2 separate regions of the Mus musculus genome follow, and region 2 is linked to region 1. Evidence: chromatin contacts called from public HiChIP or PLAC-seq data. All regions are on one chromosome and are shown on one strand. Each heading gives the region's core, a stretch centred on a gene start, on an enhancer-like site or on the middle of the called end of the contact. The rest is flanking DNA. Distances are from core to core; before and after follow the strand shown.

Region 1 (2,700 bases), core at 101-2,600:
ACTCGCCACAGTCTCTGCCATCTCTGCCTCTTCCCCAGGGACATTCACTGCAACCAATTGCTCTTGCTTGGCTCTTATTTAGCTATAGATTCAAGCCAGCTCAAGAAAACATTTTGTCAATGGGGAGAGAAAGAGCCTAGAAGAGAGGATATCAGTATGAAATCCATTATTTTTTTCAGCAATATGTTGGCTTTGGATGAAGCTTGCCTTTCAGGTTGACATTTTCCAGTGAATCTGTGATGGCCAGTCAGAGAGCTAATGATGACGTGGCATTTCTCAAATCCTTTCACCAGATGGCTATGAGGGTGATTAATCATGTTGATTGCCTCCGTCTTGGCAGCTGATGGTGGAGCTTGTGTTAACACTGCTCAATGTGGCACTGGTCTGGAGGCCTTTCTTGATCACTTTGCCCCTCCCACCCCTCCTCCTCCTATCCCTAGGGGCTGAGCTCTGAAACTGTGCAAGTGTGATAGGCAGGGCAGTGTGCAACTGGGCAGTGGCCAGGTGACACCATGCAGCTCCATTTCAGTGTTTCTCCACAGAAAACTGGGGCAAATGCATTGAGGCAAAAAGGCCATGGATGGCTCAATGCTAGGCTGTGCTGTTGAAGTCAGTCATAGACAAGACTGAGACACAATTTGGCTTCACTCAACCACACCCTCAATTTGCCTGTCATTCGTACCTCACTTACCGTTACATGCACAATGAGGGATCAATGAGACCCTCGGGATCTCTTATCCAAAATCCTTTCCAGTCCAAGTTCCTGAGTGAGAGAGTTCACGACCACAGTCGGGTTCCTCAGTTAGAGCTCTGAAGAGGCTGGCAGGTCACCAGGAATATATGTACCACTACAGCCCCTGCAGAGTATTTTCAAGTCACATGATTTGGGAGAAAATGGGGGTCCAGTGTTGTTTACTAAGATGTCTTGCCCACCATTCAGGAAGGGGTGAAAAGGGAGAACCCTCCCAGATCACCTTTTCTACTCATAGATATTGGGCATTGTGGCCTCCTTCTGGTTCAGTTGCCTGTGAAAATCATTTCATAAAGGGAATGTAGGAAGATTTAGCTCCTCAAGAAGCCTACTAGGACAAATGTATTGCCTTTTAGAAGTACTCAGCCACTCATCATGGAGATACAATGGAAAAAGCAAGCCCTCCAGGAGCCAGTCACCCACCCAAGTCCTTCCTACTGGAACTGAGATTTGAACCCAAACTCTGAAGTACACTTTTTCCTCACCACAGTGTTACTGTGCAGAAGGTTTCTAGTCTTCAGATGAGCTTCTCTTGGTAGACATGAAGTTATAGAAAGAAAACACTGTCTAGCCAGGTTTCTGCCAATGCTCAGGGCAGGAGACAGGTGTATGCCCCAGTGGTGTCAGCCATATAACACAAAGGCCCAATGGTTACTTAGGGTAGCAGCACCTTGGGGTGACCTGAGAATCAGTTTCCTGTGCTGTGGGCATGTTCAGAAGGCTAAATGGAAACATCTCTGTGTCTGGCCTCTCAGCCAGACTTAATAATTCGCTTGTATAACCTCTGGGTCTCCTCTTGGTGGCCCAAAGTGGTCAGATTTAAGAGCTTTATGGACGTCCTGCTATGTTTAGTCTCTCCCCGGGACTAACTATTTCTCTAATCCAGATGGTATGTTTACCACACACACATCCTGCAAGGCAGGGCATGGTGTTAGCAAGAACAGCTAGCAAACCACAACACTCGCTCACGTTACCAGAAGAGCCTGGGACAGGAAGCAGGTAGATCCCCTCCTCCCACGAGTCTGGTCTCACCTCCCTTCCTGGGCTTTGTGGTGATAGTGCTCCTTTCTGTCCCCTGGAAGCCAAATTGAGGCACCTCAGGGAACACACAGGCCACATATTCAGTCCCACAGCACTTCTGCTTCCTCCTCCTCCAATGTAGGAGGAATCATGATTTCTCTTCCTCTCTTCTCAGTCTTTCTTTCTACCTTGTTCTCCCTCACTTCCAAGATTTAGTCTTCCCCCAGGTCTCTCTTTCTGGGCTTATTTATGCCAGCCTATTCCAAGGTCCATGCTTAAGAGAACATATCAGGTTCTAGTTTTAAAGGAGTTAGGAAGAAACCCAAGGTGACCACATTGGTTTCCACTGAACTCAGAATCAAATGTCAAGTGCCTTGTGGCCCTGTTCACACTCCAGTGTACACTCCACCACAGCCTGCAACTGCACAGCTCCTGCTGAGCACATCAAAACTGGCAGGGGTGGGGGAGGGAAGGTAGCAGTGTTCCCTCTATTAAAGGGATCTTTATATTCCTCCTCCATTTCTTTGTCCCCCACTATGGCAAATTGCAATGAGCATGCCAACTTACCCTCCAATTGTATCTGTTGTTTTAAAAAAGCATTGCTTCAGAGGGTCCCAGGGGATGTCTTGGGAGGCTCTGGAGTGAGGCCCTCCATGTGGCTCTCCTTCCCAAAGCTTACTGCTCATAAGCTCAGAAGACACTGATAATTTCAAGGCCAACCAAACCATAGTGATATGTTCTCGACACGTGCTCTTGGCCATCATCCTGCTGAGATTTTGTGCAGAATTTTGAAGCAGGAATGATCTCTGAACGCCTCATTCAATGCTGCGAAGTCCCTATGGTAAAAATTCGTGGACATTTTGCAGGGGTGGCTGTGTGATGCTCAGTGGTCCGCCAGCATGTGCACACGGTATGGGTAAAGTGCTTAG
Region 2 (2,700 bases), core at 68-2,567, 140 kb before region 1:
AATGCATTATTAATTATATAATATATTATATTACATATATTATACCCCATATATGCATCTATATATGTCTATAATTTTCTTTTCTCTTTTTCAGTGGTCTGTATCTAAAAATTTTCATATCAGTTCACACAGATCCCTGTCTGTTCATAATTATGATATATCACCCCAACCAATGAGATGTCTCCAGTAATTCAACTTCTATGGGAGTTAGCTGGTTTGGTTTATTTTTGTCTTTCTTCATCTGTTTTATGAATTAACCCCTAAGATAAAGCCTTTGCAGCAGAATTTCTGGATTCTTTTAATTTATGTGCTGTATTTCTAAACTTTCCTTTGATGGCTGTCATCACATCCTTCTCTTAAAAAAAGAACCAAAAAGGAGTGTAAGTGTCCATCTTCTCACTCCCTTGCCAGAAGTAAGTCTCATGTTAATATTGGAATTTTGCTATTTTCTGATGCATAAAAGAACATTTAATATTGTTGTGAATTACATTCCTCTAATTTTCAAAAGGGTTTGGCATTATTTCAAATTATATTGTCCATTTGTATTTTTTCAGTTTATAGCTACTGATTATTTCATTATGGATTGCATTTCTTTTGTAAAATATAGAATTGGCTCTCTGTCAGCTATTTTTAAACACATTTCTATTTGTCTTTTAACTGTGGGATACGTTTTTTCTATAGGAAAAGTGAAATCACTTACTAAGCAAATTCATTTTCCTCTTCTTTCTGCCACAGGCCCTTAGCTATGTCAGCACTATTTGTAAATTGTTACATTGTCTCACCATAGAGAACATTTGCTGTACAGATTGGTCTCAGTGGTGGGTGTGGTGTGAAACATCTAAACTTCCACAAAGAATCAGCAAGTCAGGAAGGTGCTTGCCCTGCAAGTATGACTGCCTGAGTTTAGATTCCTATCACCCACAGTAGAAAGCCAGATGTGGTGGCACCTGCCTTAGGAATGGAGGCAGGAAGATTCCCGAGCTGGTTGACCAGATGGCTCAGCCAGTCAGGAGCTCCAAGCCCATGTGAGATTTTGGCCACAAAAGTGAGATGAAGATGGGCAGAAGGCAGTATATGGCTTTAATCTCTGCGCCTTCCTCTTTCATGAACATACACATGCATGTCCATCTGCACATGCCTGAACATGTATGCACACCCCCCACACACACACACACACCACAAAGGAATCAATGATACTTGCTGTCAGGAAATAGACTATCTTAAAATTCAAGAATAGCTTCCTATTACTATAGTTCAACACAGCAGTGCTTCAAAAGAGACAAACATATGGTAATTTCATCAGATGTCAAAAAAGTAGGACACAACACAACATATTACTTACAGATGAGAAAGAGAGCCTCAGGAAACTAAGAACAGAGTCTTTCTGCAGATGATTTGAAGTGTCATAAAACATCAGCTGGCCAAATGCTTAATGGCGGAGCACCAGAGACAATCCCAATTAAAAACAGGAACTCGACCAAGATTCCTGCCTCTGCCATCATAGCCTCACTTCCTTATGAACGTCCTGTCCATCACAATAGGCTAAGAGATGGAGAGAGGATGCATGAATATTTTAAGAGAGAATGAAATTATCATTATTTGCAGATGACATAATTAAATACAGAGGAACATCCAACTGAGAAGCTGGAATGAGAGCTCATGTGGTTTCGGAAGAGGCAGTGAACATAAAAGCTGTATGGGATTACTTTTTCTGAGAGTAAGTAATAGTCAATTAGGAGAATTAATGGGGGAAAGGGCTTTTTGGTTTCTTTCAAAATAAAAGTCAAAATATCATTGGCACAGCTAATGAAATATATGTGGAGGTGATCTGAAGAAATTTCAAATTATTAAACCTTACAGCAAACACAAACCAGAGACTGTGATTTTCGTGTCCTCAGATGAGGATATAGAAATATTCCGGGGATATTAATTCTTCCCACATTCATTTTATGCTAAGTGCTGTTTCGATGGAAATGTCAGGAGGGGATAATTGGGCAACATGATCTCGAGGCTCATTTCACAGAATAAGTGGACAGAAATAAGAAACACTCTTTTATAAGAGAAGAACAGTTCTGAAGGAGACCTGAATTGCTGAGACTTCAAGTTGTCTAATGGAAATACTGAAACAGTAAATGCACAGAGGAGAATTTGAAATACACTTTATATAAGATAGTCTCTCTATCTTTTGTCTTTAATTTCGGGGGCTAGATGTATTTCAGAACTCAAAAATTAGATCTTTAGTGAGTGATCTCAATCCTATCCTAAACAAGAACTTCTCAGACTTAGACTCCAGGTGCTAGTGGTCTGCCCTCCTCCAGCATGCTATCATCATGTGTGAGAAAATTCATGCAGCAAAAAGCAGAGGATGTAACAGCTGTGAGCAGCTTCCCACTGATTTAGGTCATGTTTTGCTCAGAAATGAATATTGGTATCAACTCATGGAAATAAAGAGTTCACTGTTTGAGACTAATTTTAGATCAGCAGATTGTCCATATATGTAGGTCAGCTCTGGGATGGAGCCTGGATGTCAAGACATTTATTAGGTGCTGCTCTGTGGGTGAGCAGAGAGGAGGGTAGAAGTGAGCTCAGGCTGAGGGGAAGGTGAACTGGTTCGGACCCTACAAGAATTAATAGAAGCAAGTATGAGCTTAGGTGACTCCACCCTAGCTAAGTCTCCATGTTGTCTCCACTTGAAGCAGT

What was found. HiChIP or PLAC-seq counts read pairs in DNA pulled down with a chosen protein or histone mark.
Region 2: an H3K27ac HiChIP or PLAC-seq map of T-cell acute lymphoblastic leukemia shows a contact between it and region 1, with 3 times the contacts expected there. The contact joins two enhancer-like sites. A contact is called at or near these places in 2 of 115 datasets of contacts at active chromatin or transcription factors (T-cell acute lymphoblastic leukemia and embryonic stem cells) and 1 of 9 other capture datasets (liver).

Annotation. Positions count from the first base shown.
Region 1 is chr1:184,004,126-184,006,825 of GRCm38.p6, forward strand. No RefSeq gene overlaps it. Among named protein-coding and RNA genes, the nearest start is that of Gm39725, 7.8 kb to the right of the region's middle. Within about 2 kb of position 1,351, at least 90 of the 459 cell types and tissues checked have an H3K27ac peak or open chromatin away from gene starts, as enhancers often do. A contact at or near this core is called in T-cell acute lymphoblastic leukemia, where this site is marked.
Region 2 is chr1:183,860,289-183,862,988 of GRCm38.p6, forward strand. No RefSeq gene overlaps it. Among named protein-coding and RNA genes, the nearest start is that of Gm34130, 76 kb to the right of the region's middle. Within about 2 kb of position 1,318, at least 5 of the 459 cell types and tissues checked have an H3K27ac peak or open chromatin away from gene starts, as enhancers often do. A contact at or near this core is called in T-cell acute lymphoblastic leukemia, where this site is marked.